7 separate regions of the Mus musculus genome follow, and regions 2, 3, 4, 5, 6 and 7 are each linked to region 1. A link is a contact called in public Hi-C, HiChIP or PLAC-seq and promoter capture Hi-C data. All regions are on one chromosome and are shown on one strand. Each heading gives the region's core, a stretch centred on a gene start, on an enhancer-like site or on the middle of the called end of the contact. The rest is flanking DNA. Distances are from core to core; before and after follow the strand shown.

The links. Hi-C and Micro-C count contacts between places; a contact is called where the count stands out from the background. HiChIP or PLAC-seq counts read pairs in DNA pulled down with a chosen protein or histone mark. Capture Hi-C pulls out chosen DNA fragments and counts their contacts.
Region 2: a Hi-C map of neutrophils shows a contact between it and region 1, with 4 times the contacts expected there. The contact joins the promoter of Pglyrp1 here to the promoter of Bcl3 in region 1. A contact is called at or near these places in 4 of 39 promoter capture datasets (cranial neural crest, hippocampal neurons, liver and 1 more) and 1 of 484 Hi-C or Micro-C datasets (neutrophils).
Region 3: a contact with region 1 is called in a Hi-C map of muscle stem cells, with 2.4 times the contacts expected there. The contact joins the promoter of Irf2bp1 here to the promoter of Bcl3 in region 1. A contact is called at or near these places in 2 of 484 Hi-C or Micro-C datasets (the G1E-ER4 cell line and muscle stem cells), 2 of 115 datasets of contacts at active chromatin or transcription factors (memory CD8 T cells and pancreatic cancer cells) and 2 of 9 other capture datasets (adipose tissue and liver).
Region 4: a contact with region 1 is called in a promoter capture Hi-C map of liver. The contact joins the promoter of Dmpk here to the promoter of Bcl3 in region 1. A contact is called at or near these places in 6 of 39 promoter capture datasets (the C10 cell line, frontonasal cranial neural crest, liver and 2 more), 2 of 115 datasets of contacts at active chromatin or transcription factors (bone marrow-derived dendritic cells and pancreatic cancer cells) and 2 of 9 other capture datasets (liver and macrophages).
Region 5: a promoter capture Hi-C map of pancreatic islet shows a contact between it and region 1. The contact joins the promoter of Fbxo46 here to the promoter of Bcl3 in region 1. A contact is called at or near these places in 1 of 115 datasets of contacts at active chromatin or transcription factors (pancreatic cancer cells) and 1 of 9 other capture datasets (pancreatic islet).
Region 6: an H3K27ac HiChIP or PLAC-seq map of bone marrow-derived dendritic cells shows a contact between it and region 1, with 2.8 times the contacts expected there. The contact joins the promoter of Eml2 here to the promoter of Bcl3 in region 1. A contact is called at or near these places in 1 of 39 promoter capture datasets (maxillary cranial neural crest) and 1 of 115 datasets of contacts at active chromatin or transcription factors (bone marrow-derived dendritic cells).
Region 7: a contact with region 1 is called in an H3K27ac HiChIP or PLAC-seq map of embryonic stem cells, with 7 read pairs. The contact joins the promoter of Opa3 here to the promoter of Bcl3 in region 1. A contact is called at or near these places in 1 of 484 Hi-C or Micro-C datasets (B cells), 5 of 115 datasets of contacts at active chromatin or transcription factors (bone marrow-derived dendritic cells, bone marrow-derived macrophages, embryonic stem cells and 2 more) and 1 of 9 other capture datasets (adipose tissue).

What each region holds. Positions count from the first base shown.
Region 1 is chr7:19,820,665-19,824,298 of GRCm38.p6, reverse strand. Bcl3 (B cell leukemia/lymphoma 3) reads left to right here and starts at 1,544. Exons shown (of 9, transcript NM_033601.3): 1 at 1,544-1,862. The coding sequence starts at 1,622.
Region 2 is chr7:18,882,907-18,886,540 of GRCm38.p6, reverse strand. Pglyrp1 (peptidoglycan recognition protein 1) reads right to left here and starts at 1,851. Exons shown (of 3, transcript NM_009402.2): 1 at 1,568-1,851. The coding sequence starts at 1,815.
Region 3 is chr7:19,002,128-19,005,761 of GRCm38.p6, reverse strand. Irf2bp1 (interferon regulatory factor 2 binding protein 1) reads right to left here and starts at 1,704. Exons shown (of 1, transcript NM_178757.4): 1 at 1-1,704. The coding sequence starts at 1,325.
Region 4 is chr7:19,082,127-19,085,760 of GRCm38.p6, reverse strand. It overlaps Dmpk (dystrophia myotonica-protein kinase), which reads right to left and starts at 1,903. Exons shown (of 15, transcript NM_001379257.1): 1 at 1,607-1,903. The coding sequence starts at 1,766. It overlaps Dmwd (dystrophia myotonica-containing WD repeat motif), which reads right to left. Exons shown (of 5, transcript NM_010058.2): 5 at 2,986-3,485. The coding sequence ends at 3,438.
Region 5 is chr7:19,117,931-19,121,564 of GRCm38.p6, reverse strand. Fbxo46 (F-box protein 46) reads right to left here and starts at 1,706. Exons shown (of 2, transcript NM_175530.3): 1 at 1,629-1,706. Bhmg1 (basic helix-loop-helix and HMG-box containing 1) reads left to right here and starts at 3,221. Exons shown (of 13, transcript NM_001370811.1): 1 at 3,221-3,387.
Region 6 is chr7:19,174,662-19,178,295 of GRCm38.p6, reverse strand. Eml2 (echinoderm microtubule associated protein like 2) reads right to left here and starts at 1,875. Exons shown (of 22, transcript NM_001347582.1): 1 at 1,535-1,875. The coding sequence starts at 1,682.
Region 7 is chr7:19,226,371-19,230,004 of GRCm38.p6, reverse strand. It overlaps Opa3 (optic atrophy 3), which reads right to left and starts at 1,616. Exons shown (of 2, transcript NM_207525.3): 1 at 1,421-1,616. The coding sequence starts at 1,562.

The DNA of each region.
Region 1 (3,634 bases), core at 295-2,794:
CCCGGCTCCAGCGGGTTTGAGTCAGGGCCCCAACCAGCCCGGCCTGTTCCCCACCAGCCAGCCCCTCCTTGGGGTGGGAAGGGAAGTGGGGAAAGCTGAGGGAGTCAACCTACACCCCCCAACCCCCACAGTTGTCTGGCCTTGAGCCCTAAGTGAGGCCTGCTGGTCCAAACTCTTAACTCTCCCTATCTACACTTGCATCTCTCAGGATCTGTCTCCAAATCTCCTCTCTCTCTCTGCATCTGGGATTCATTGGCGTTTCGTTCTTTGAGGCCTCTGGCTGGGTGCAGGGACCTGGCAAGGAGACACATTCAGAGCTCTCCTGCACCCCTAGCTATCCTGTGCCCTGCGAGTTAGGAGGCATGAGGAAGGCAGAGGGTGGCTACTTTCTGCCAAGAACCAGTCTCTGCCTTGGGCTGGGCTTTTCTCTCGCACAAAGAGTGAGTCTGGGCTCACCCTGATGGTGCAGACCTGCATCCCACCTCAGACAGGAAGATTCAGGTTCTAAGCCATCCTGGGCTACAGAACAAAGGCAAAGCCAGTCCGAACAGCTTAGTCTTAAAACGGAACGCAAAGAGGGCTGGGAGATCGCTCAAGTGCACAAGCTCCTAGGCTCCAGCATTGCAAAAAGGAAACGGCTCAGAGGGAGAAGTGCATGGCCAAGGTCACCCAAGAGGAAGTAGGACTCAGGATTCAGACCCATGCCCTAGCAACCCTGTGGCCTCTAAGGACTTCAGAGTTGGCACTAAGGGAGATGGCTGAAAGAGTCAGAAATACTAAAGGAAAGATGGGACCAGTGGGAGGGGAAGGTGCTCACAAAAGTAGAAGCGATCGCCAGACACAGCCAAGAGATTCAGAGATGGGGGATTTGGGGGAGGGGCTTAGAAGTATGGATCCCTAGCACGCAGGAGCCTCCCCCCCCCCCCACCAGCCAACAGAAACGTTTGCCGGTTATGGTGTCCCAGGCGAGATGGGAGGTAGAGGAGGGAGGATCAGGAGTTCAAGGTCATCTTCCGCTACACAGCAAATTTAAGGCTAGCCTTCGATCCATGGTCCAAGAAAAAAAGAAAGGAAGGAAGGAAGGAAGGCAGGCTGGCTGGCTGGAAAGATAGATAGATAGATAGATAGATAGATAGATAGATAGATAGATAGATAGATAGATAGACAGACAGACAAATAGATCAAGGCACAGTAGTGCAAGTGTCATTTCAGCACTCAGGAGGTTGAAACAGGAGGAACAGAAGTTCAAGACCACCCTCTACTACATAGTGAGTTCGAGACTAGCCTGGGCTACAGGAGCTCCAGTCTAACAAAGCGAGAGACAGACAGAAGATGTGAGAATCTCAAGGACTCAGACCCAGACAGAGCTCCCGGCCAGAGGCACAATGAGCAGAGTGGCGGGTGGGGACCAGGAGCTCCGCCTCCGAGACGCGGGTCCAGGAAACCCCTGGGGCGGACGGGTGGCCCCGGGGGCCCGGGGGCGGGGAGGCGGGAGGCGGGCGCCGCCCCGACTGACAAAAGTCCCTTCAGTTCAGTCGGCGGCAGGGGAAGTCCCGCTGCCCGGCGAGACCGCCTTCCCGTGCCGAGCTCGCCGCACGCCCCGGCGTCTCCGGGCGGCCCGATGCCCCGATGCCCCGCGGGGGCCATGGACGAGGGGCCCGTGGACCTGCGCACCCGGCCCAAGGGCACCCCGGGCGCCGCGCTGCCACTCCGCAAACGCCCGCTGCGCCCCGCGTCCCCAGAGCCCGCAACCACGCGCAGCCCCGCTGGACCCCTGGACGCCCTGCGCAGCGGCTGCGACGTCCCGGTTGTCCCTGGGCCCCCCCACTGTGTGGCCAGGCCGGAGGCCCTTTACTACCAGGGTGAGTGGCCTCCCCCATGAAAGTCAGGGCCGGGTGGGGGCCACCTAAGGTCAGCAGAACACAGGACACAAATAGTTGGGGTTCCTGGTAGCTGGGACTCCAGGGTGCAAGTTGATGACCCAAAGACAGCTAGGAAAGAGGTTGAGAGGCCCTGGAGCTCAGCCATGGGCGTGCCAAGAAGTTCACCCAGGCAGGTGCCCAAGGGTCAAATGGCCTTGGGGAATGGGGGTCAGAAGACAGCGTCCAGTGTCGCAGATATGGGATCCCAAGACACTCCAGAGACGCAGAATATCTGGTTGGGAGAGACCAGATGTTCAGAACTATGAATAATCGTCACTCGGACCTTGGAAACTGGGGTTCTGGTAAGCAGATATGGGGAGATGAATAGAAATGGACCCAGGATCCAAGGAGGCTGATACGGTAGGTTAAAATCCTGGGAACCGAGGTCTTAGGGCGATAGTGACTGCATTCTGCAGGCTAGTTGTGAGCACTCACAAGTGTCCCTGGGTCAGGTGGCCCTAGGGGCAGGCTTGGGGACTGAGGGTTCTAAGAGAGGGAACACAAGGAATTTAGAAACTGAAGGGCTTCGGTCCAAGGAGAGGGATTCGGGGACCTGGGAAGGGGGGACTTTAGAAAGGGAACCCCAGAGCTGGTCAGACAGCAAGAAACCGGATACCTTTCTCTTCAACTTTTATATCCAGGAAGGGACATCCACCTGCAGTAGGCACATTACTATCTGCTAAATACCCCAGCGCTGCTGAGGTCTCTGGGCCCTCCAGGTTCTTCAGCTACTACCTATCATGCTCCAGCAGGAGGACACTATGTAACAAGAGACCTTCTCCATCTGATGAGAACCCTGCCCTCCATTTCCCCATCTGTGCAATGACCCTTCCCAACGTTGTCATCCAAAAGGGTTCTAAAGGACAAGTTTTCTGACAGCCCCAACTCCCCAGATCCCCTACACCCAGATATTAGCTTGTCATTTATTCCTTCAGCTAATTACTCACAGTGTAATCTTATAACTGAAGTCCCCTGCTGGGTGGTGACAGGGCTCTCTCTGCCCTTAAGGGTCCTTTCTGTAGATGGAGGTCAGACATTTGTGAGAGAAGAGATGTGATGTAGGAAGGAATAGGAATAAGGAATGAAGGTTAGGGTAAGGGATGGGGGCTAGAGGTGAGGGATGGGGGCTAGAGGTGAGGGGTGGGGGTTAGAGGTGAGGGGTGGGGACTAGAGGTGAGGGGTGGGGGTTAGAGGTGAGGGGTGGGGGCTAGAGGTGAGGGATGGAGGTTAGAGGTGAGGGATGGAGGGTGCAGGAGCAGGGAGGAGGGGCACGAACAAGAACATTATCTTGGGTGTTGAGGGCCAAGTCTGAGAAGCTAACAGAACCTGGGGTAGTCAACATGGTGCTGCATGCCTGTAATCCTAGCATTTGGGAAGCTGAGGCAGGAGGATCTTTTTGAGTTTGAGGCCAGTCTGGGCTCCATAGTGACACAACGTTTCAAAGAAGGGATGGGGGCCAAAGAGGTGGTTTAGTGGTTAAAAGCCTCTGGAGCTCTTGCAGAGGACTAGAGCTTGTTTCCAGCATCCACATCTTTCAGCTCACAGTTCTGAGAATGCAATGCCCTCTTCTGGCCTCTGAGAGGGTCAGGCAGGCATGTGGTACACACTCAGGCAAAACATTCATATGCATTAAAAAAGTGAATACAGCCTTAAAAAGTAGTGACTAAAAATAGATCTTTAAAAAGTGGGGGGGGGGGGGGTTGGGACAGGGA
Region 2 (3,634 bases), core at 602-3,101, 940 kb after region 1:
CCCAGTTCAGCCTTCCCTACCCCACTTCAATCTAGGGGAGGGGCTTTGATGCTGGAGCCTTAGAATGATTAAACTCTCAGGTGGGGCCGGCGATGGTGGTGCACGCCTTTAATCCCAGCACTCGGGAGGCAGAGGCAGGCGGATTTCTGAGTTCGAGGCCAGCCTGGTCTACAGAGTGAGTTCCAGGACAGCCAGGGCTATACAGAGAAACCCTGTCTCGAAAAACCGAAAAACAAACAGAAACAAAAACCCTCTCAGGTGGGATGGCTTCTGACCCTCAGGTGCTTGGCAGAGAGAGCAGTCTTATGGGCACTGGCATTTCCAGTCGATTCTGCAGGCAACTGGCTCTTAGCGCAGCCTTAGAAGTCATAGGGTTCAAACAGGCCCAGGTATGACACCCCGGCCTGTGACACTGAAAAGCAGGTGTGACGGATCAATCTAAGCAGACCTTTGTGGCCAGCCAGTGGGAGCCTACTAACACCTGGGTCGATCTATGCCTGTCCCTCACCCAGAACCTTCTGTGTGGATACTGTTTGACCGCAATACTCACCATGACCTTTGCGTCCGTGCCCCCTCCCTCCCTTCCCACCCCATCTTTGGCTGAAGGAACCTCCTAGGACTTGCCTCTGTGCCGGACACCCCAATCCCTAGCTTCCTTCTGCCTCTTCTAGAGCCACATCAAAGCCACAGGAAGCCGTCCCTTACCTAGGGATCTGACATCTCTCTCACCTATTTCCCCCCACCTCCATCCACCCTTATTGGAGATAAGATTTTGCTGAGAAGCCCAGGGTAGCCTTGAACTCACAGCAATCCTCTTTTTTTTTTTTTTTTTTTTTTTTTGCAATCCTCTTTCCTTATCCTTCCAACTGCTGGGATTACAGGCATCAATACTGTGCCTATCAAAGCCCTCCCCCCTAAAGCATGTGTGTGTGTGTGTGTGTGTGTGTGTGTGTGTATGTGTGTGTGAGTGAGAGATGCGTGTATGTGATGCATGCGTAGGTGTCACGGACACCATCAGTCCATCAATAGTCAGTTTTCTCCTTCTGCCTGAGTTAGAACTCAGGTTGTTGTACTTGCTAGGAAACACCTTTACACACGGAGCCAGTGGGTTCTTGGTCCACCCCAAACACATCTTTTTCTGTCTTTATGCACACAGGGCTATCGTGATATGCTTCAAGCAATGCTCCCATCTAGAACTCTGGCACACAGGAGACATTAGCCCATAGCTTTGGGGCTCCTGCCATATGCTAGCCAGTTTCCTGGGTATTGGGTATTAGGGGCCATAATACCGTTGACCTTTGCAGAAGAGGAAGCTGGGCCCTGAGCATCTGTTTCCCTGGTCCTGCCTTGCAATATGCCCACTCACTTGGTGCAAGGCTCAGCCTGGTGTTGTCCTGGCAAGGCCTAGGCCTTTAGGAAAGATACATATGAAAGTCACCTTGTATGTGAAGCAGCTCCTGTCCCCTCTTACAGGGGAGAAAGCCTCAGCACCCACAGGAGATTGCAGATCCAGCACCAGGAGGGTTGGAAGGTGTGGTCGACCTCCTTCAGCCCACTCCATACTCACTTGTAGGCTACATCGCACCAGCCCAGCTCATTCTTGTGGTAATGCTGCACATTGCGGGCCTGCTGTTCACAGGAGTCCGGGCTGTTGCAGAAGCTGCCGGCTGTGTGTGAGATCACCACGTAGCGAACTGGGTGCCCCAGGCGGCTAGAGCACTCGGATGGCAGGGCCCTCCACTCACTGCGGGGCACGATGAAACTGCAGGAGGTTGCCAGACCCAGGAGGGCAAGGAGAGCACAGGCAAACAACATGCTGGACGTGCCGCACAGGACTGCAGGGCTGTGTATGAGCTGGCCCTCATCCTGTGTACTTTATCTTCTGGGCATGGTGAAGGGTGTGGGCAGAGGAAGGGCTTGCTTCACACCTGGGCGGGACTTTCCGACCCAGACCCAGCTTCCTCCTTTAACCAGAGGTGGGGCCGTGATGGAGCCTTTGCTAAGTGTCAGTAGGTGGGGAGAGAGGCTCTCTCATCAGGAAGGGCACAAAGGACTGGACATTCAGTTGTTTCCTGGGGTTTCCAAGGCTTAGATCTCAGTGGGGGATGGTGTAACCTAACAGGAACTTGCATAGGTAAGGGGCCCAGGGCTTTGGCACAAACTTACTTCCTGCAGGTGGGGCTAACAAAAGTTCCTTTTAAGAATGTATTCCTGTATGAGTGTCTCACATAGCTTAGGATGACTTTGAACTCTGTTTAGCCAAGGATGACCTTCAGCTCCTGCTCCTCTTGTCTCCACACCCCAAGTACTGAAGTTACAGGTGTGCACAGCCTCTGCACCTGGCTGCAGATCCCACAGGGTCCAAGTCTGAGGATGCTCAACCCTACGGGGCAGGACAGGAGGCTAAGTGTGTGGATGCCCATTGCACAGCAGAGGAAAATGTTTGGAGACTGGAAGTCGCTTCCCAAGAAACGGCAGGCAGTAGTGCTTCCTGTCCAGTGTCTGAATCAGCCAGGGTGCCTGCATCCGAACTCCAGCCATTTTCTACTGTGTGAGCCCACACTAACTTCTTAACCTCTTGGTGCCCGTTTGTGTGACTGCAGTATGGAGTTGGTAACAGGGCTTCTGACCCCCAGAGTTGATCAGAGAGAACTGGGTTTCAGCCCTTGGATGTCTGGCACATTGTGTCATGTGTCACTACTACACCTTCAGGCCAGCTCCTGTTTGCATGGTGACCATCGCAGTTCTGCTCTGGAGAGAAGTGACACTGGGTGCAGAGGGTCACATTCATTCAGGTCTTGTGGAGAGCTGTCCCTGGGCTTCTGTCCCAGTCAGACTCCCATTCCCATGCCTCTCACCACACATGGGGATTCAGGACAGACAGCCTTGCTCTTTGCTTTCACTTTGAATGGATTTGGGTATTCCTCCCTTGGGGCCTCTCACATTCTCCAGGGATCTTCAGTAAATCTGTTTGCTCAAAAGTAAATAAATTTATTTATTTATTTATTTATTTATTTATTTATTTATTTATTTATTTATTTATGGTCATGCTACAGATGGAACTCAGGGCCTGTGCTTGGAAGGTAAGCACTTTACTACTGACCTATGCCCCAGCCCCTCACTGGGGGATTCTAGGCAGGGGCTCTACCACTGAGCCACGCCCCCAGCCCCTCATTGGGGGATTCTAGGCAGGGGCTCTACCACTGAGATATGCCCAAAGTTCTGCTTTGTAATATTAAAACTAAGGCTTCTTGAGGCTCTTCTCTTTGGCAGTTTACAGGGTCCCCGGGAGCAGAGTAGGCTGTACATGCTTAGCATGTTCAGGTGTAGCAAGAAGGTACGGGTTTTGATGGTAATCGGACACATCTGGAATAAGGGGAGCACAGCAACAGTGAGGCATTTGCAGCACTGTAAGAAGCTGATAAGTGACTGAAGAGGATTAGTAGCGGAGGCTGGAGAGACGGCTCAGAGGTTAAGAGCACTGACTGCTCTTCCAGAGGTCCTGAGTTCAATTCCCAGCAACCACATGGTGGCTCATAACCTTCTGTAATGAGATCTGATGCTCTCTTCTGGTGTGTCTGAAGACAGCTACAGTGTACTTACATAAAATAAATAAATCTTTAAAAAAAAAAGT
Region 3 (3,634 bases), core at 455-2,954, 820 kb after region 1:
CCACCAGGGTCCTTGGGTGAGTGGCCCAGAGCCTCGGCCACATTCTTGAGGGCAGCAATAGGTGAGGGCACACCAGGGGTCTCTGAAGAGTATGGACCGCCTGGCGCCACCCAGTGCCGCTGTTGCTGCTCCTCCGTGGTCATCTTCCCAGCTGTCTCGCCCTCGGGCTCAGGGGATGCTTTGCGACGGCGTGGAGTGGGCGCCAGGTTTCGGGATGGGGCTCTTGGAGGTGGGCCACACAGAGCAGCAGGGGCCGGTTCTGGGTACTGCTGGGGCAGGGCCTCCGCAGGAGCAGGCTCTCGGAAGCTGCGGACCCCATCCGTAAGCAGCTCTCCTAACTGGCGCCATTCCCCTGAACCATGGCGCCGTTCATACTCGAGGTACTTGAAGCCCGATGAGGCCAGGGCCTTCCCTGGCTCTCGAAGAGCATCATGAAACATCTGGCGAGCCACTGCAAGGACCCCCGCGTAAACATTGCCAGAACCACAGGGGTATTCGGTGAAGAGCTTCAGCTCGAACTCATAGCCCGGAGGGCGGGCAGTGGCATCAAAGGCGAACACCCGTCCCACCAGCCCGTGGTCCTTCTTGAATCGAACATTGAAAGGGGCACAGGCGGACAGAGCCAGTAGCTGTTCCCTTACAGCCTTGGGACGCCCATGCCACTCCTCCGCCCGGCCCCGCATGGCCTCGTTCAGTTCTGCCAAGCAGTCCGCATTCCTCTGCTGCTTCTCCTTCTCGAAATCGGAGCCGAAAAGTGGACGAGCGGGGCTTAAGCCAGGTGCCAGCGTCAGAGCTCGGCCTCCAAGGCCAGACACTGCAGCTGCCAGCAGCCCGGGGGGCATCAAGCTGGGGATGGAGCCAAGCAAAGCCCTGCGTGCCCCTTCCGCCACGGCCTCCTCGCGGCCCAGCCCGTTGGCCAAGCGGGACCCCAGGGTGTACTCCAAAGCCGGCGAAGGCAGCGCCAGGCGGCTGGATGAAGTAGCCCTGTCATAGCGGTCCGGGCCTGAGACGCTACCGCCGGTCCCCGATGGCTGCGCCTGGGCCTGCGGGGGTGGCAACTGGGAGCCCTGGGAGCCCGTGGAGGCTAGGTCCTTGGAAGTCGGGTGCTTGAGAGCCGGGGGTCCGGGCGAGCGGCCCTCGGGGAGCACGTGGCTGCGCTTGAGCTGGCGGGCGGCGTCGATGAGCAGCTCGATGCGGTCCGCGCCCTCGAAATTCACGCACCCGCGGCACACAGCCTCGCTGAAGTCCCACACCATGGCCCACGGCATCTTGGGCAGGTCGCACAGGTAGCACCACTGGCGGCGGGACGCTTGCACGGACGCCATGGCGCCCCCCGGAACGCCGCCAGGTGCCCCTGCTGTGCACCCGCCGCCCACGTTCGCTCCGCCGTGCCCCGGGACGGGCGCGCGAGCCGCTCAATCCGGCCTCGGGCTCGGCCTCCCCGCCGGATTCAGGCCCGGCCCCCCTTCCCCGCCCCCTGGGCCCTCAGCCTTTTTTTTCCTCTCTCTCTCACTCCCGCCTCCGGTGGAAAAGGCAAGCCACGAGCACGCACGTCGGCGCCCCCGTCCGGTCCGCGCCGTGAGCCGCGATGCACAGCTCCAGCTCCTCGATGGGCCTCGGGCGCCGCCGCCCCAGGCTCCCGCCGCTCCGCTCGCGCCGCCGACGCCGCTGCAACGGCCGCCGTCGCCTCCACCTCCTTCTTCTGCCCCAGAGGCCGCTTCGCAGGGAAAGTTACATAACGCGCGGGCAAAGCCTTCTGGGAAATGTAGTCCCGTCGGGGCTGCTTCTTAAAGGGGACTGGGTAGAAAGCAGTGGCGGGAAAAGAGGGCGCGCGCTGGTCTGGGTGCTTAATTTTCACTGTGCCTCGCCAGGAAGCTGGGGTTCGCACACAGGGTCCATGGAGTGGGTAATGGTTTCATAAATGCTCGGGTGGCCAAGTTGCTGTGGATGCAATTTCCCCCCTTTCCCCGCCCCCTCTTTCTTTCTTTTTTTTTTTTTTAAACAATCTTTTTTTTTTTTTTTTAGATTTATTTATTTATTTATTTATTATATGTAAGTACACTGCAGCTGTCCTCAGACACTCCAGAAGAGGGAGTCAGATCTCGTTACGGATGGTTGTGAGCCACCATGTGGTTGCTGGGATTTGAACTCCTGACCTTCGGAAGAGCAGTCGGGTGCTCTTACCCACTGAGCCATCTCACCAGCCCCCCCTCTTTCTTTCTTAAGACTTAGATTTATTCTTTAGCTCAGGTTGGCCTAGAAGGCTAGCCTATGTAGTCTAGGCTGGCCTCAAACTTGCTGCAATCTCCCTGCTTCAGCCTCCTTGTGGGTTTACAGTCCCGACACCATACCCAGAAGCCGGAAAGCAGTTTCTGCTCTGATTTGCTGAGCAGTTCTAGAAGAGTCTTGCCCTCTCTTAGAATCCCGCCCCTTCAAGAAGGGCCAATAACCGGTTAGAAAGGCAGCAGCTTTGGGGGAATTGGGGCGGAGAGGCTCTGATTGGACGGTTTCAAGGGGATGGTTTCAGGCAACTCTTGGAGAGTAGTGTCTACTTGGCAGTTTGTCCTTCCCAGTGTCTTAGGTACTAGCCTCAAGGGCGGCCCAGAGGCTACAGGATGATAAGACTGTAGGCTTCCGAGCCAGGCGGCTGCCTTAGTTTCCTCATCTGCTAAAGAACGTTCTCTGAGCCTGCCAATTCTGCTCCAGCTGTGCACGTATTTGGTCTCTAAAGGGTTACAGAGTTGGCTTCTCGGTACACCTCCAATTTCACTACAATTCCCAAAATGCTCTGCGAGATGGACGCACTGACGTACTTCCTCTGCTTGGAAGCTTGGGGGGGGAAGGCCTTCCCGATTCTTGCCCCCCCCCCTTGCTAGCAGGGAATTTCGCCCTCTCCCTCCACCCCCACCCCCCAGGTTAGGGGGCTCTTATTACTCTTATATTTGGAATGAGGAAGCCAAGAGGAGATTGCTGGGAAGGGCAACCCCAAACCTCCAAGTGCTTAATGGCCTGGTGGGCCCAATCGGCTGTGGGCACCCCATGTTTTTAGCTTTTTTGGGGGGGTGGGGGGAGCTAGGAGAAGCGACATATGTCTCCAGGACCTAGCTCACATCAGCCCTTTCCCCTCACTTGGCCTGGATCCCCGCTGGTGGTCTCAATTCCCCCCCCCCCCCCCAGTGTCTTCTTTGCGTTCTTCCAGGTTTGCACTTAGTGGAGGCTTGGTGGTTTTCTCACCCCCACCCCAGAGTAGTCACAGCAGCCCTGGCTTTCTATTTCAGCGTTACAATTTAACTACCACCTGCATTACTGTTTTAACACTTCTCCCTTAAACAAATTGCCTATTTTTATCGTTTCCTGGGAGATACTATGTTCACAACCATAGGTTTCCTGTACTACTGTTTATTTACTTTCTCCTGCTTATACGTGGTACTGGGATGGAATCCAGGGCCTTATGCTAAGTGCTCTAGTGCTGAGATGTACTACCAGCCTGTATTTTTAATTTTGAAACTGGGCCTCACTAGGTGGTCCAGGCTGGCTGGCCTGAGCTCTGGGTCCTCCTTCCTTAACCTCCTGGGGGCTGAGATTTCAAAAATACATTAACCATGCCTGGCTTTATTTATTTTTCCTTTTTCTA
Region 4 (3,634 bases), core at 654-3,153, 740 kb after region 1:
GATGATCAGGGTGCTAAGTCAGGTCACCCGGGGCTCTCACTTAATGTCTCGGGCCACAACCTCGAACTGGAGCTGTGTCAGCACAGCCAGCACGAAGAAGAAGTGGGGGAGGGTCACTGCCCTCCAGCATCCTGGACACTGTTGGAAGGGCTTTCTTGGTTTCCAAAGGGTGAAGGAGAGTCTTCTTATAACCAAAGCTCCAGGGTATAAGGTCCTGTGCTAGGGTGGTTCAGCCAGAGGGGAGAGCAGCTAGGTCTGAGGCTGGCGACTGGGGGTGCGGGGTGGGCAGAGGGAGGTCAGATCTCCCTTAGGGAAGTTCTAAGGCCGGGGAGTAAGGATGGAGGAGGGACGTGTGGGGAAGCGGGGAGATGGGGTCACAGAGAAGAAAGGGGTTTGGGAAAGTGGGCAGCCGGGGAAGATACAGCTAGGGCCAAGGCTGGGGGGTGGGGAGGAGGAGAGAGCCAAGGCGTTGAGCCCTTTTAAGGCAGCGGGAACCCAGGCCCCCTCCCCCGCCCAGGCCTGGCAGGGGAGGGGCCCACAGGATGCTGCTCAGGCCACAAAAGGACTGCTCCTTCCCAGAGGGTCAGACCCCCTGCCCCCACCCCAGTTCTCAGTTTACCCTGCCAGCCCAAACCCCATCCTTCAAAAGAAAGGTTGAGGGAGACACTAAAGACTGGAGAGGAGAAAAAGTCTTTCACAGGCTTAGCAGTCTAACCGATGGCCTCAACCTTTCCATCTGTGAAACGGGGGAGGAGGGGAGAATGCACTAGGGTCACACACATGGGCAGACAGCCAAGAATCAAGACCTGGACCCTTAATAATAGGCACAGAGCAACAAAACAGGTCGTTACTTGTAAGGAAGCTGGGGTAAGCTGGAGCTTTGGCTCAATGTTGGGCAGGAGCAGATAAGGCTCCAAGCTTGTCCACTAGGCCTGAGAAGACCTCTGGGGAAGGGCATTTAAGTCAGCAGAGGAATTAGAGGTCTTGAGCTAGAACCACAAAAGCAGATGAGAAGCCAGGAGGGATGACCAATCTGGCCCACAAAGGCTGGGCGGGATCAGAGTGCTAGGGATGGGCACACTCAGAAGCTGAAGTTGTTCCTTCCTCTTAATTTGGGGAACAGAAAGGGTGCTCGGTGGCGCCTGTCTGCCGGGCTGGTTCTCCCCCAGGGCCTCTGTGAGTCACAGTGCCCTCATAGCTCCTGGACACCTGTCAGGGCAGCTGGGGAGGCAGACGCCAAACACCTGCCTATGGGCCACACCCTGGCAGCTGCCCCACGCTGTCCCTCCCCACACTCTGGGAAACTGGGGAGGGCTATGAAGCCAGTTTGAGGAGCCAAGGGTCCTAAAAGAGAAAGCTGCCAGGTCCTAGTGTGGGTGCTGAGATAGCAGGAGGCTATGCCCACCCCAGCCTGCACTGGCTGAGTCATAGGTGGCCTCACTGACCCTGGTGCCTCACCAGGGGAGCTTGGGGTCAGGTCATGAGCTCTGCTTGGCTCCCTTACAAAAAGCCCTTTCCAGGCCCTCCTGCCCCTCCATAGCCCATTCTTGCCCTGTAGACCCACCTCTGCCTTGCACCCAACCCCAGGCTTCCTATCCATACTCACCCCACTGCAAGAAGTCGGCCACATACTTGTCCTGGGCTAGGTGAGAGGCACCCAGCTCCTGGTGGACGCCCAGGAGAAGGTCGAGCAGGGGCTCCAGTCCCAGGAAGCCTGGGTCCAGCACCAGCTGCTGGAGCTGCCTCAGCCGCACTTCGGCTGACATGTTGGGCAGGCAACACCATGGCCCCTCCCCGGGCCGGAGCTCGGGGTCTTCCCGTCACAGGGCCTGGCTGCCCCTGTCCAGGCCCCAGAACCCTAGCTGCATGTCTGCCCGTCCCTGACTATCCCTTGGGTCTCTCTGGCCAGTTCTATGCTTAAGGCCTCCTCCTCTTTTCTCCACCCCTTGGCCCAGCCCCCCTCCCGCCTCCCAGTTTTTAACCCCTCCTGAGCCAACACCCCAACTCCCTTCTTCCAGGGCCCCTCAAAACTCTTCAGAGCCCAATGTCAGGGGACAGAGTAATACTCCAGGGTTGCCCCCCCCCATTGACTCTACCCACCCATAAAGAGAGCACAGGGAGTTACAGGTGGGAGGTGTCAGTGCCCAGGAGAGCCAGTCTATAGACTCAGAGCTGGGAGGGGTTGGGGGAAAGGGCTGATGCCTGGGCAACAGGGGGTGAGGGGGTAGTGGGGGGGGCAAAGGCCAGGGGCAGCTTCTTCGTGACTCAGCAATGGATTCCGACTTTGGGACAGTTAAATTTAGCCCCTGTGCCTGCTGTATTACCCGCCCCCCCATTTTTTGGCAGGAGGTAGAAGGAAGATCAGGAGAGAGTTTGCTCAGCCGCCAGGGCCAGGGGTGACCTGCTGGCCCCAGCCTGGGGGAGGCAAGTGGTGGATCCAGGCCCTCCTTAAGCAAAAGAGAACCCCAAAATAGCTCCTTGGCCACAGGCCGGGGCAGCCACATTCCTGCCTGGGCTAGGATTAGAGACAGAAACATTTTAGGGGTTGAGGGCGGAGCTGCCTGGACAGCAAGCCAGGCGACAAGTTAGCTTCTTTCTAGGGTGGCCAGTTCTCTGGGGAGGAAATCATGACCTCCAGCTGGCACTAGATGGCCAGTCATAAATGGGCCAGGGGCAGCAGACTGCAAAGGCATGTTCAGAGGAGGCAGGGAGTGCAGTCAATTCCAGCATCCTCCTCTCCCCAAGGAGAGCATGCTTGGATAGTCCTGGTGTTTAAAACAAGTTTCAAACATCTCCAAGGACCTAGTAGGAAGGCCATCTCAGCCTCTTGACTTTGGGGGTCGAGACTCATCTTTCAGAGGGCTCTCTGCTCGGGGCTAGGGATGGGGAAACAGCTAAGATTGGGCTTCCTTTGGTCAGAGCACAGCTTGGAGGCCAAGTACTGCAACCCCCACCCTACCCTGCCCCAGGGAACAGAAACACTGTGCAAACAAGGACTTTAGTATAAATAAGAGGTCCAGGGGAACAAGGAGGGCCCTCAGGGCTTCCATAATTTAACACTTTCAAAATCACAGACCATAGCAAGGGGTGGAGTTTGGGCAGGAGTGGGGATGGCCCCTGCCCTGCCCTCTCACCCAGGGGTACTGTGGGCTAAGTCTCTCCCAGGAGTGAACAGTCACATGCTGGGACAGGGATATGGTTAACACTGATGTTTCAGAGAACAGGTCATTGTACTTGGCAGTGGGTGGAGGACAGGGCCAAGGCCACACAGGACACTACATCCCCATGGCTGGGCCAACCTAGGGGACCCCCAGTATGTGTGCAGCGTGGGGCTTGGAGCAGTCCTTCCATCATGATTAGTCTTGTTAATACAGTGATTCTTGAGGTCAGCGGGGAGGGTTATGGCTAGGAGGCCGGGAACATGGGACATCCACATTTCACACCACAGTGCCACTGGGGGAGCTGCCTGGTTGGGAGGAGATGCCCTGGGGAGAACAAGAGGAGAAAGGTGGATTAGACAGCACCTGGGCTTCTGCCAGAACCCGGAGAAGGAGCCACCCAAAGGCCTTGGAGCTGCTGCCCCAGCTGGGATCTGCCCCCCAGGCCTAAAGCTGCTGTCCTAGCTAGGAACAAA
Region 5 (3,634 bases), core at 457-2,956, 700 kb after region 1:
CAGTACAGCATAAACCAGGCATGGTAGTGCACATCTATAATCCCTGAAATCAGGATATGGAGACAGGAGGATCAGAAGTTCAAGGCCACCCTCAGCTACACAGTTTTTAGTTGAGTCCCTGTCTCAAAACAACAACAAATAATATCTGGGCACCAGTAGTGATAAACCTCAGCACTCTGGCTCCTGAGGCGGGAAGTTCAAGAGTTAAGAGGCCAGCCTGAGCTACACAGCAAGTCCCAAGACAACACATGTGTACTATATGCACTTAGTCTAAGCACTTTCCAAACATTATCTCCCTAAACTCTCTAGCCTACCAAGGTTATGGATCTCATTTAATAGCTGGACAGATTTCCAAGCTCAGGTCACAGAAAAGACTTAAATCCTATCTGACAGTTGTTCTGGCCGGGTGTCTCCACCAAAGCAGATTCTGACCCAAATTGCAATTGTACATTTACCATTTAATGTTGGCTGACATGGAGAAGATTGCTTAAACTCTCCGTGCCTCTACTTGCTTCCTGTGAAATGAAGATCTACACTTAAGGCACCGCCTGAATCCAGTGAGTTAATACACACACAGCTGAAACCGAACCTGGGCATTTCTTAGAAAAAGATGCTAGCAATAAAGGGGTAGGGCTGGGGACGGGGGTGTCCCCTGCATAAACTGTGGTGTACATAGGCTATTGTCAGGTTTTGAGAAAATGTCTGGGGGGCTGGACTGAAGAATAGGAAATCTTTTAACAACTTGAATCCAGTCAACATTCCTGGGACGGGAGCTTTCCACCAACAGCTTTGACGCTGGGACTTAACTTTCCTAACAAAAATATCAATTTTTATGGAACCTCCCTTTAGCTATCTTCAGAATGGCCTGCTTGTTCTCACCATACATATAAGGTCACAAGAGGGTTACAGAGAGACCTGTGCAGGTCACAAAAGAGAATAAGGAACCTGAAAGCTGGACTGCCCACACAAACCACTATATCTAGATACGACCGGGGCTAGAAGGGTGCTAAAGGTTGTCTCTATGGACCCCATCTGGTCATATCAACCCAGAGTTCTGTGGCTGTCCAGTTTATTGGTAGTTTTTGGTTAGATTAAGACACGATATTGACAGCCACGCTCCTAACTCACGCACCCTACAACGCCTCCTGGTCCTAGAAGCTAACCTGGACCATCGATGACTTCTACCTCCCATCTCTTCAACTGGCCTTGCCGCCCCACCTCGCAATCCCGCAACCCAACCCAATGCATCCGTGGTTAGCCTCTCCCTTCACTCATTTATCCCGGACTCCTATGCCTTTCCATATAACCAGGCTAACTAACCTCCCTCGAAATTACCCACTCAGGGTCTCTGATCTATTCAGCCAGGACTCCAACTCCGCGCCTCACTCCTCCAGCTCCCAATCCCCTTGATAGCTGATTCCAAAGCTCGACTCTCTCCACCTCCAAGACCCCTCCCTAGCCCCCATTCTTCTACTTCCTCGGGCTCCCGTTCCTCTCAATCCCCACCCACAGTGATCTCCCCACACCCAGCCCTTTCTTTAGCCTCAGTTTGCTTCCTCTCGAACCCAAGTCCTGAACACCCCGCTCATACTCTCAAGCACCCGCAGGACCCAGCTTGGGGCTCTCACCATCTCCCCGCGCTGCAGCTCTCCCGACTACGCGGGTTTCCCCCACTCGCTCCTCTCCAGCCTCCCCTTCCGGGTTCTGGCCCCGAAGCCCACTGGGAATTAGAGTACGGGCGGCCATGGACTACAGCTCCCAAGATGCAATACGGTAACTTGGAGGTGGAGTAGGAAACAAACTAGGCGGGCTGAGAGACAGAAACTCTAATTACCAGGAGGCTAAGGGCACACTAAAATACGCAGGCGCAGAAAATTCTCCCGCGAGGGTATCTGGGAAATAGAGTCCAGCCGCCTCCATTTTGGCCCGAGGCCCTTGAAAAGAGAATCGAGGCTACTTCAAAGGGACGTTAGCGAGGGATGAAGAGTTTAGGAAGAACAACTTTATTGATTTATCATGTTAGTTGACAAATAATTAATAATATATGAGTTTTCCCAAACTTTCTCTCCCATTTCTCACCTTCATCTCACTCCCCACACTTGCCTACCACCACCTCCTAATTGGCAAATAAAGAAAACAAGATATCGAAGTGAGGAAAAGCCCAGGCACTATGTTCACATCACAGGTAGAACAGAGCCTCCAGAAGGGCAGGAATCTTGGCAGCATTTCCAAAATGTACGGTTTGAATCTGCCGTGGTGGCACACACTTTTAATCGCACCATTTTGGACGCCGAGGTTAGTGTACCTCTGTGAGTTTGAGACTAGCCTGGTCAAGGGTATGAGACGCTGTGTCAAAAAATAAAGATGAAGCTGGAAAGACTACTCAGAGGTTAGGAAGACATCGCTCTTGCAGAGAATTTGCATTTGCCCCTGAAGATGCCCCTAGAAGCCCCTGTCTAAAACTCCAGCTCTAGGGGCATCTGATGCCTCTGGCATCTGGGGACACCTGCGTGCAGTATTCCTCCCCCCCACCCCCCCAACATGTATACCTAGTTAAAACTAAAATGCTTTTTAAAAATAAATTGTGTAGTTTGTAACCTGAGTTACAAGGTAGTGCATTCCTTGCGTTCCAGACAGACCTGAGACAAAACGGTTACAAGTAGTAGGCAAGCCTGGGCTATATAGCAAGACTGGATCCACACTCAGACACTAAAGGTTACTTTGTTTGCAGCTACAGGAACTGGCATTTCCATGGGGTCTACAAAGCCTCGTTTCAGGGAAAGGTGGCGAAGTTAGCCGCCTGAACAAGGTACTTGACACACAGTGGTCTTTAAGCAGATGCGCCCTAAAGCGAAAGGGTCGGATGGGGACACAGGAGGGCCAGCAGGGGGAGTACAGACACCTCGCGCTTGCGGACACCTGGCAAATCCTGCTGGGGTCTGAGGTAAATAGGTCAGGGGGCGGGGCAAAACAGAGGGCGTGGCCTGAGGAAAGGGCGGGTAATGGAGCAAGAGCTGATTGGCTGATGCTGCGAGCGCGGGAGCGGGAGCACGTGTCGGAGCTGTGGCCCGTGCCCTGCCCCGGGTGCGCGTGCGCACTCGCCGCACTGCCCTTTTCCAACGCTCCTCTGCTCGTGCCTGGCACCGCGTGGCGGGAACGTGGAGGGGGCGTGGCCTCGCCTCAGGCGCTCTGGTGCCTTCGCGCCACAGCCTCGCGCCCTGCCATTCTTCGCTCGGTCTGCGCGTCGGGAGGCACGCGGTCTGCATCCCTGGGACCCCGCGAGCCGCGGGAGCCGCGCGAGCCGCTGCCGGAGCCTTCAGACTGTCGAAGCGTGAGCCCAGTGCCAAAGCAGAAGTCGAGGCTTAACGCCATATTGCAAATCTTGAGGTGAGTGCTGGTGACCAACGGGTGTGGGGCGGCAGACGCCCTGGCTCTAGCTGGCTTGAGGTAGCGGGGAGATGGTGAGGAGTCGTCAGAGTCACACCCTGCGGCCGTGACCCCCTAGGGAGCTCTAGGTCGGATGGAGAGGGACCCCAGAGCTCGAGACCGGTTTGAGGGTAGACTTTGTGTTTGAGGGAATCCAGGCTGGGTTTCTGGAAAGTTATTAGTGGCGTTTGAGACATGGGGTCTCCTG
Region 6 (3,634 bases), core at 626-3,125, 650 kb after region 1:
GATGGTAGCAGGAACAGCTAGCGGGCTCGGAGGTCTCACTTGCCATCCCGAGTCCTGTGTCCGTCACTAAGCCAGCCGCGCCTGCCCGCTGGACTCACGCACTGCAGCCTCCTGTTCCACCCCCTCCCTCTCCCTCCGTGATCCAATCGCCTGCCTTGTCCTGCCACCCCGTCCTCTACCCCCACCCACCCAGTGCTCCGCAGGTTCGGTGTCTGGACCTGCAGAAGGAGGGGGGAGGGGGGCTCTCGAGGTCGGAGGGAGAAGATTGCAGAGACTTGAGACCTCTATCGGGAAGTCCCAGGGTCCTGTGAAGAAGACGGTGTCAGGGAGTTTAGAGATAAGCCAAGGACTGCACAGCCAGTAGGGGGTAGGGGAGCCAGCAACCCACCTTATTTTGAGCCCTTTTCTACCTCCGGTAAATAATGTTACCGTTGGAAATACAAGAGCTAGGCCCCACACTTAACATGTTTCCCACATCATGATATGAGCTTAATAAATCCAAAATAAGATGAACCAATAAATATGGCAGCTATCCCACCCCCACCCTCTACTCTGATGGCTGTAGAGGCCTCATCAAGGACTGTCATCCAGAAGATCCCAGCCACTTGATTCGGACACAGCTTTTCTTTCAGGACCAGAACCCATACTTGGCCTAGCCTGAGACACCCTGTGGTCCTTAACCTTTAGAAGGTAGATGGGGGATTAAATAACATTCTAGTTCCTTTGCCAACTCTAGGGGTCCCTAGCAAAGTGTTTGTGTGCCCAAGGGAGTGACCTCCAAACTCTGAGATGATCCTTTGGCAAGGCCCCCTGATTGACATGGGGGCACATTGACCCTGAACGGTCGTCAGCTTTCATCTGAGGCCTTGCTTGGCCTGATGGTCCCACCCCATGACTCAAGCTCTTGGCTTCCTCCTGGACGTTTTCCTGGCCTAGAGACCAGTGTCCACTCTCCGCGTCTCTTTACCTCTCCACTCCTCCAGCCCAGCTCCCCTCGTACTAAAATGGCCCTACTGGCGCCATACACATTTGTCTAGGGGAGAAGAGGATTCTACCTGGGGTGGGGAGAGGGGGCAGAGGCAAAGCTGAAGACAGTGCAGTGTACAGAAAGTCTTCTGCTGTTTTACTATTCCCAAGCCCAGCCCTCAATTCAGCATTTCCCCCTGCTATGCCCAAAGACAGGGAAGGGTCCCGGGGAAGGGGCTGAGGAGGTAGGGGGCAGAAAGAGTTCCACATCGAGCTGACTCCCTACCCCAACCCCAGGTCTGCCCTCTCCCTCACAGGCTCCTCTACGATCTTTACCCTTCCCTCTGTCTGGACACCTTCGGAGCAGGTGTTTGTTGGGATAGGGGGAGCAGGATCGTGACTTTGGGGATAAAGGACCTTGTTTTGGGGTCAGAATCCTGTTGATGAGGAGAAAGGGAGAATCTCTCACAAGGGAGGAGATAAGGACTTGGAAGAAAAGGGTTGGGGCAGGAGGAGGTAGGTCCACCCTGGGCGGGGCCAGGGTCTGAACTAGGAAGGGGGCTCTCACCGTTGCAGTATTGCAGCAGAGAGGACGTGTCGTAGAGGCCGCAGAAGGCCGGGCCGCGCTCCGCCATTGCCCCACCACAGCCACCGCCGGCCCCCGCAGCCCCAGCTCGGGCCCGGTCCCCCCCCCAGGCCCTGCCTCCCGTTGCCATAGCAACGCCCTTCGTTCCAGCATCCCCAGCACGGCCCACCCAGCATCAGGCGGCCGGCTCTGAGCCTGGCACAGGGGTCATCCCCTAGGATGCCCTGTAAGGGTGTCGAGAGACTGCTCTGTCCGTTCCCCCAACCCCCGCAACAGTCTTCAGGTCAGGATTGGCTGCGTCGGGGTCCCCCTAGGTACTGTCTGGTCCCTCCCACAAACCTGAGTGTATTCTCTCTACACCCTCCTCTCCCGTTAGGAACCAATGAGAGTCTGTCGCGCAGGCTCCTCCGCCAATAAGGATGCGGACGGGTTTGAAGGGGCAGGGTCCTTCCTGCTTTTCATCCTGAAGCGTCGCCCCTCAGCTCTGGAAGGAGGATGGGGTGAAAGAAGACACTCCTATTCCCGAAAGCCTCCTCTAAATCTTTTATCTGATTTCCCATAAGTCCCCTCGCACGACCAGAACTTGACATTGAAACCTTAAATATGACAGGTTATTCTATAACCTGCGCCTGTATCCTAGCCGGATCCCCGCTCCTTGTTTATTAGAGCTAGACACGCCCCCAGGGCTCTTAGCTCCACCCCCTAAATCTAGAAACAACAAAAGTTCTAATCCCGCCCCTAGAGCAAATAGCCACACCCCCTTGAACATCTCAGGACTGGAACCTTGGACCAGACGCTCTAGTAGAGTTAGCCCCGCCCTCAGAATTTAGAGCCCGCCCTCAAGTCATTAGCCCCGCCCTAACCTTCCAATCCACTTCATCCACAGAAGCTATTAGCTCCTACAATCCTCCTCTCTCAGGAAGGCGTTATCCAGTCCGTATTTTGACAGAGACCCAGTTGTGAAACCCGGGACCAGCTGGCGGTGTCAGTCAGAGCAGGCTCGGAAACTGGGGAACTAGGAGGGAAGGAGGGGGTACAGAAACTGACAATGGATTTAAAGATGGGGCCGCCTTTCCCAAGTCATGACCCAGACCACGGGGTTCATTTTGCTTTGTTTTGTTGTCTTGTATTTTTGAGTGAAGACATTACTCTATAGTCCAGCCCAGCCCACACCCTACCCTGCGCCCGCTCTGCCATACCTGGGTTTTTTGTTGTTGTTTGAATCAGGGTCTTATATAGCCTAGGCCAGTTTTGAACTCCTTACCTTCATGCTCTGTCTCCATTTCCCAAAATCTGGAGTTACAGGCCAGTGACTCCATCCCTACCTATGTTAGTTTTTTTTTCTTCTTCTTCTTCTTCTTCTTCTTCTTCTTCTTCTTCTTCTTCTTCTTCTTCTTCTTCTTCTTCTTCTTCTTCTTCTTCTTCTTCTTCTTCTTCTCTTTTTCTCTTCTCTTCTCTTCTCTTCTCTTCTCTTCTCTTCTCTCTTTCTCTCTTCTTTTCTTTCTTCCTTCCTTTCTTTCTTTTTAAAGATTGGGTCTCACTATGTAACCTTGGCTGTCCTGGAACTTGATATATAGTCCAGACTAGTCTCCAACTCAGTAGAGCCTCCTGCCTCTGCCTCAGGACTGCTGGAGTTAAGTGTCACCACAGCCAGACCTCTGGCTCTGGGTTTTTGTTTGTTTGTTTTGTTTTGTTTTTTGATGTATTCCTCTCTGTTGTCCAGTCTAGCAAAAAACTAAGTAGCCCAAGTTGCCTCAGACTTGTGATCCTTCTGCCTCAGCCTTCCAAGTACTGGGAAAACATTAGCTTCACTCCTAGTCTACCTATGGTTTGTTTTGATATAGGTCTCATGTACCTGAGGCTGGCCTCCAACTCATTACATAGCTAAGAGAATGGTGTCTGATGAGTTTCTAATATTCCTGCTCCAAACCCTCTGGTACTGGGATTAATAGGCATATACCACAAGGCCCAATTTCAGAAAATATGCTTGTTCCTGATTTGTTCTTGTTCTTTTGTTTTTTAAAAGATTTATTTATGTTATATGAGTACACAGTAGCTGTCTTCAGACATACCAATAGTCCA
Region 7 (3,634 bases), core at 367-2,866, 590 kb after region 1:
AAGGCGTACACCACCATGACAGGCTGGTTTGTCTGTTTAGTTATTTATTTATCTTTGGTTTTGAGACAAGGTCTCATGTAGCCCAGACTGAACTCAATCAGGTATCTTAAGGTAGCTGACCTGTTCCTATTGTCTCAACCTCCCAAACACTGGGATGTGAGTCTATACCATCATTTCTTGCTTCAAAATCCCAAAATTTCCACTGCAAGACCTTTGGCCCAGGCAGAAGCTCCACCAAAACCCAAAATGACCAAGAATCTTATTAAACACACATGTGGAGGAGAAAAGTCAAGGGTCCCCTTAGTGCCTATGTTCCACCCTTGGAGCCAACAATGTCCCTCAGTGGTCTGGTGAGATTCTCCTCACCCTTCAGTCTCAGTTGGAATATTCCCTCTACCCGGAAGTGCTCTTTGTACTCTATGTCAGGTCAGGTACCTAGTGGGCTCTGCCATCCCATCTAGATTGTCACTGTATGAGTCTTGGTTCGACAGACTGGTACTGGCGTAGATAGACCCTGTTGTTTTATAAGCAGGGTCAGCTCAAAACAAACACTCATCATATCATTTATAAGCTACATGGGGCGTTGGACAAACATGAACGGTAGTTCTCGGTAAATTACAAAGACTTCCCCCTCGTCTCTGCTTTACAGAGATCAGTCTTTTCTAGGAGCACACATCTGGTGCGTTTGCGAAGCAAGTGAGGTCTTTGCTCAGGAGACTCCCTTGGCTCACCCGGCTGCTCTAAACTCGAGTCTGCCTACAGTTCCTGACATAATGCGGACATATTAGGACCGTATCTTTCCCAGTGTCGGGCTAAGAAGCCTGCACGGTGCGGCTACCGAACGAAAAGGATCGGTGTGAGGAAACTCATAAATAAACGGAAGGACGCCCATTCTGGGTTCATCCTTTTGCCAGGTCGCAAGATTCCAACACTATCACGACCCTAACTCAGTGTAAAACTAACGCACAAGCTCTGTGCTCTAAACCCAGGGTGATACGCAAATCACCCACAGGGCCGAAGGGAAACTGAGGGACAAACTGGGGTTTCTGTAGTCAAGTGTCTCTCTTAAGGATGGCTCCGAAGCGGATCGCTAAGGGGACTTCTTCTCGGTCCCGCCCCTAACTTCTGACAATAAGCTCCACCCTGGTGTTTCTCACACCTCATCCTATTGGCTGGTGTAGACGTCAACCGCCAGAAGCCCTCTTCTCTATTGGCTTGCATTCCAAACTCGCGCGGTGACGCCCCTGACTGCTCTCCCTTCTTCCCTATTGGGTCAGTGACACGCCCCTCTAGCAGAAGCCATCCTCATTGGCTATAGCGTTTTGCCGGTTCGCGCCGGGATTGGTCAAGCACAGACGCCGTTCCCCTGAACTAGAAAGATCGGGAATGGAAGGGCTAGAGGCCTTGGGGTGAGACTCACGCTGGGCTGGCGGTAGGCAGATGTAGGTCTTGAAGAACTCGCTGCGGCGGGCAGCATCCTTGATACGGTTGGCCAGCGGCTTGCTAACCTGCCGGATGCCCAAGTAGAACAGCTTCGCCATGGGGAACGCGCCCACCACCATCTCGGCGGCCGCCCTGGGGCACGCGCAACCTTGCTGACTGGGCGGGGCGCCGCCGACCTCGCCGTTCCTCCCCCACCCGCCCGTGGGCCGTGCGTGCTTGCGTAAGGAAGGACTTGCCTACGTGCCTACGTAGGAGCGTGCGTTTGCACGCTCGCGGCGGAGGTGGTGGGGAGGGTGTTTGTCTGCTGGGGGGGGGGCGGGCGCTCGTGACGTCGCCGCGTCGACGCCTCGACGTCCGTACGTTGGGTATGCAAATGTGCGGCGGAAGTGAAGCGTCAGAGGGCGGTGCCGTTAAACGGCCGCTCGTGGGAGCGTGGCCGGAGCCCTAGTCCCGACGTACTGACGTCACCGCGTCTTGCGTGATGTCACGTACTGAGTCGATTTCCCTGCCCATAGGAGGCGCCTGGTGAGTCCCAATTAAGTCTAAAGAGTCGGGGTGCGCCTTCCCGGCGGTTAGTGCCCTCGCCGGGGAGGGGAGCGAGTCAGCGCGTAGTCATACAGACCTGCCGCTTTACTCACTCTCTGAAGTTGGAGGAGTGACTCAACCCTTCAGGAAATCGGTTCGTTCTTTTTTTGTTGTTGTTTTTTTTCCCCTAATTGTTTTTAAAAGCCGGTCTCGTGTAACCCAGCCTGGCTCCGAACTCAATGTGTAGCCTACGCTGTCCTTGGAACTCCTGATCCTCCTGTGTCTGTGCCGCAGTGCGGTGCTGGGATCACAGCCCTGCGCTACACGGCCCAGCATTGATGTCAGCATCCCCGTGAGCAAAATGTCACACATAACAGTACCTGTCTTGTGTTTTCTGTGTTGTGAGGCTTGTGTCTCTGAACCCCAAGGCATTTCCCATCTTAGGAGGGGGGCTCCACCACTGAGCAAAAGACTCCAGCTCCTCCCAGGGGGGAGGGGGTTAGGCGGTGACTCTATCGCTGCGCCATGCTCACTGAGTGGCTCTACTAGTCAGCTTTGTGTGTGAATCCTGAATGTAAAACACAGGAAGTAACTACATGTAGAGCATGTCCCGCAAAGCCCAAATGTGCACTACAGCTAATCCATCCTTTTCCCAAGTAACCGAGTGAAAGACTGAGGGTCCCATAAGAACGGGGTGACACGGGGCTTCTCAGCCACCACATTGCCTAATATCACTGGTTCTCAAGCAGCCTGACTTCCTCCTTTGGAGGGTAAGGGTCCCCAGGGAGCTGGCTCAGGAAGGAACTTTAAGGACATGTCCCAGACTGTCCTCCCTTACCCAGCAGGGAGCAAAATCATATAAACAAAGTCAAGACTTAGTTGAGAGAAATTCCTGGATGGTGGCGTGAGGATGGGTAGTTGGGGACGGGAAGGGACCGGAAGGCAAAGGAGCAGAGGGGTCGTGGCTATCAAGAGAAAAAACTGGTGACACATAGCCAAGGGACCCCGGACTTTCCCATCAGTGCCTTTGGTCAAGTCCTCGCATCAGGGGACCCGTGCTTCATTTATATTGGTGGCAGCTGGGCCTGGTGTCACACAGCTGTCATGGAAGCACTCAGGAAGCTGAAGCAGGAGGATGGAATGTTCTAGGTCAGCCTGGACTACATAATGAATTCAAGGTCAGCCTGGGCAACTTAGTGAGTCCTGACTCAAAATAAAATGTACAAAAATAAAATAAGATGTCCATCAAAGAGGCAAAGTGTAGCTGTGTTTGGTAAAAGCTCCTGCCTAGCTTTTATAAGACCCTGGGTTCGATGTCCACTACTGGGAAGAAATCAGGAGGGCTGGAGAGATGGCTTAGTGGTTAAGAGCACTGACTGCTCTTCTGAAGGTCCTGAGTTCAAATCCCAGCAACCACATGGTGGCTCACAACCACCCATAATGAGATCTGATGCCCCCTTCTGGTGTGTCTGAAGACAGCTACAGTGTACTTACATGTAATAATAAATAAATCTTTAAAAAAAAATCAGGAAGAGCATATGTGACCTTGACATCTAAATTATTAAGAATGTCCGGATTTTTTTAAAGATTTGTTTGTTTGTTTATTTATTTATTTATTTATTTAATGTGTGAATACATTGTCACTGTCTTCAGACACACCAGAAGA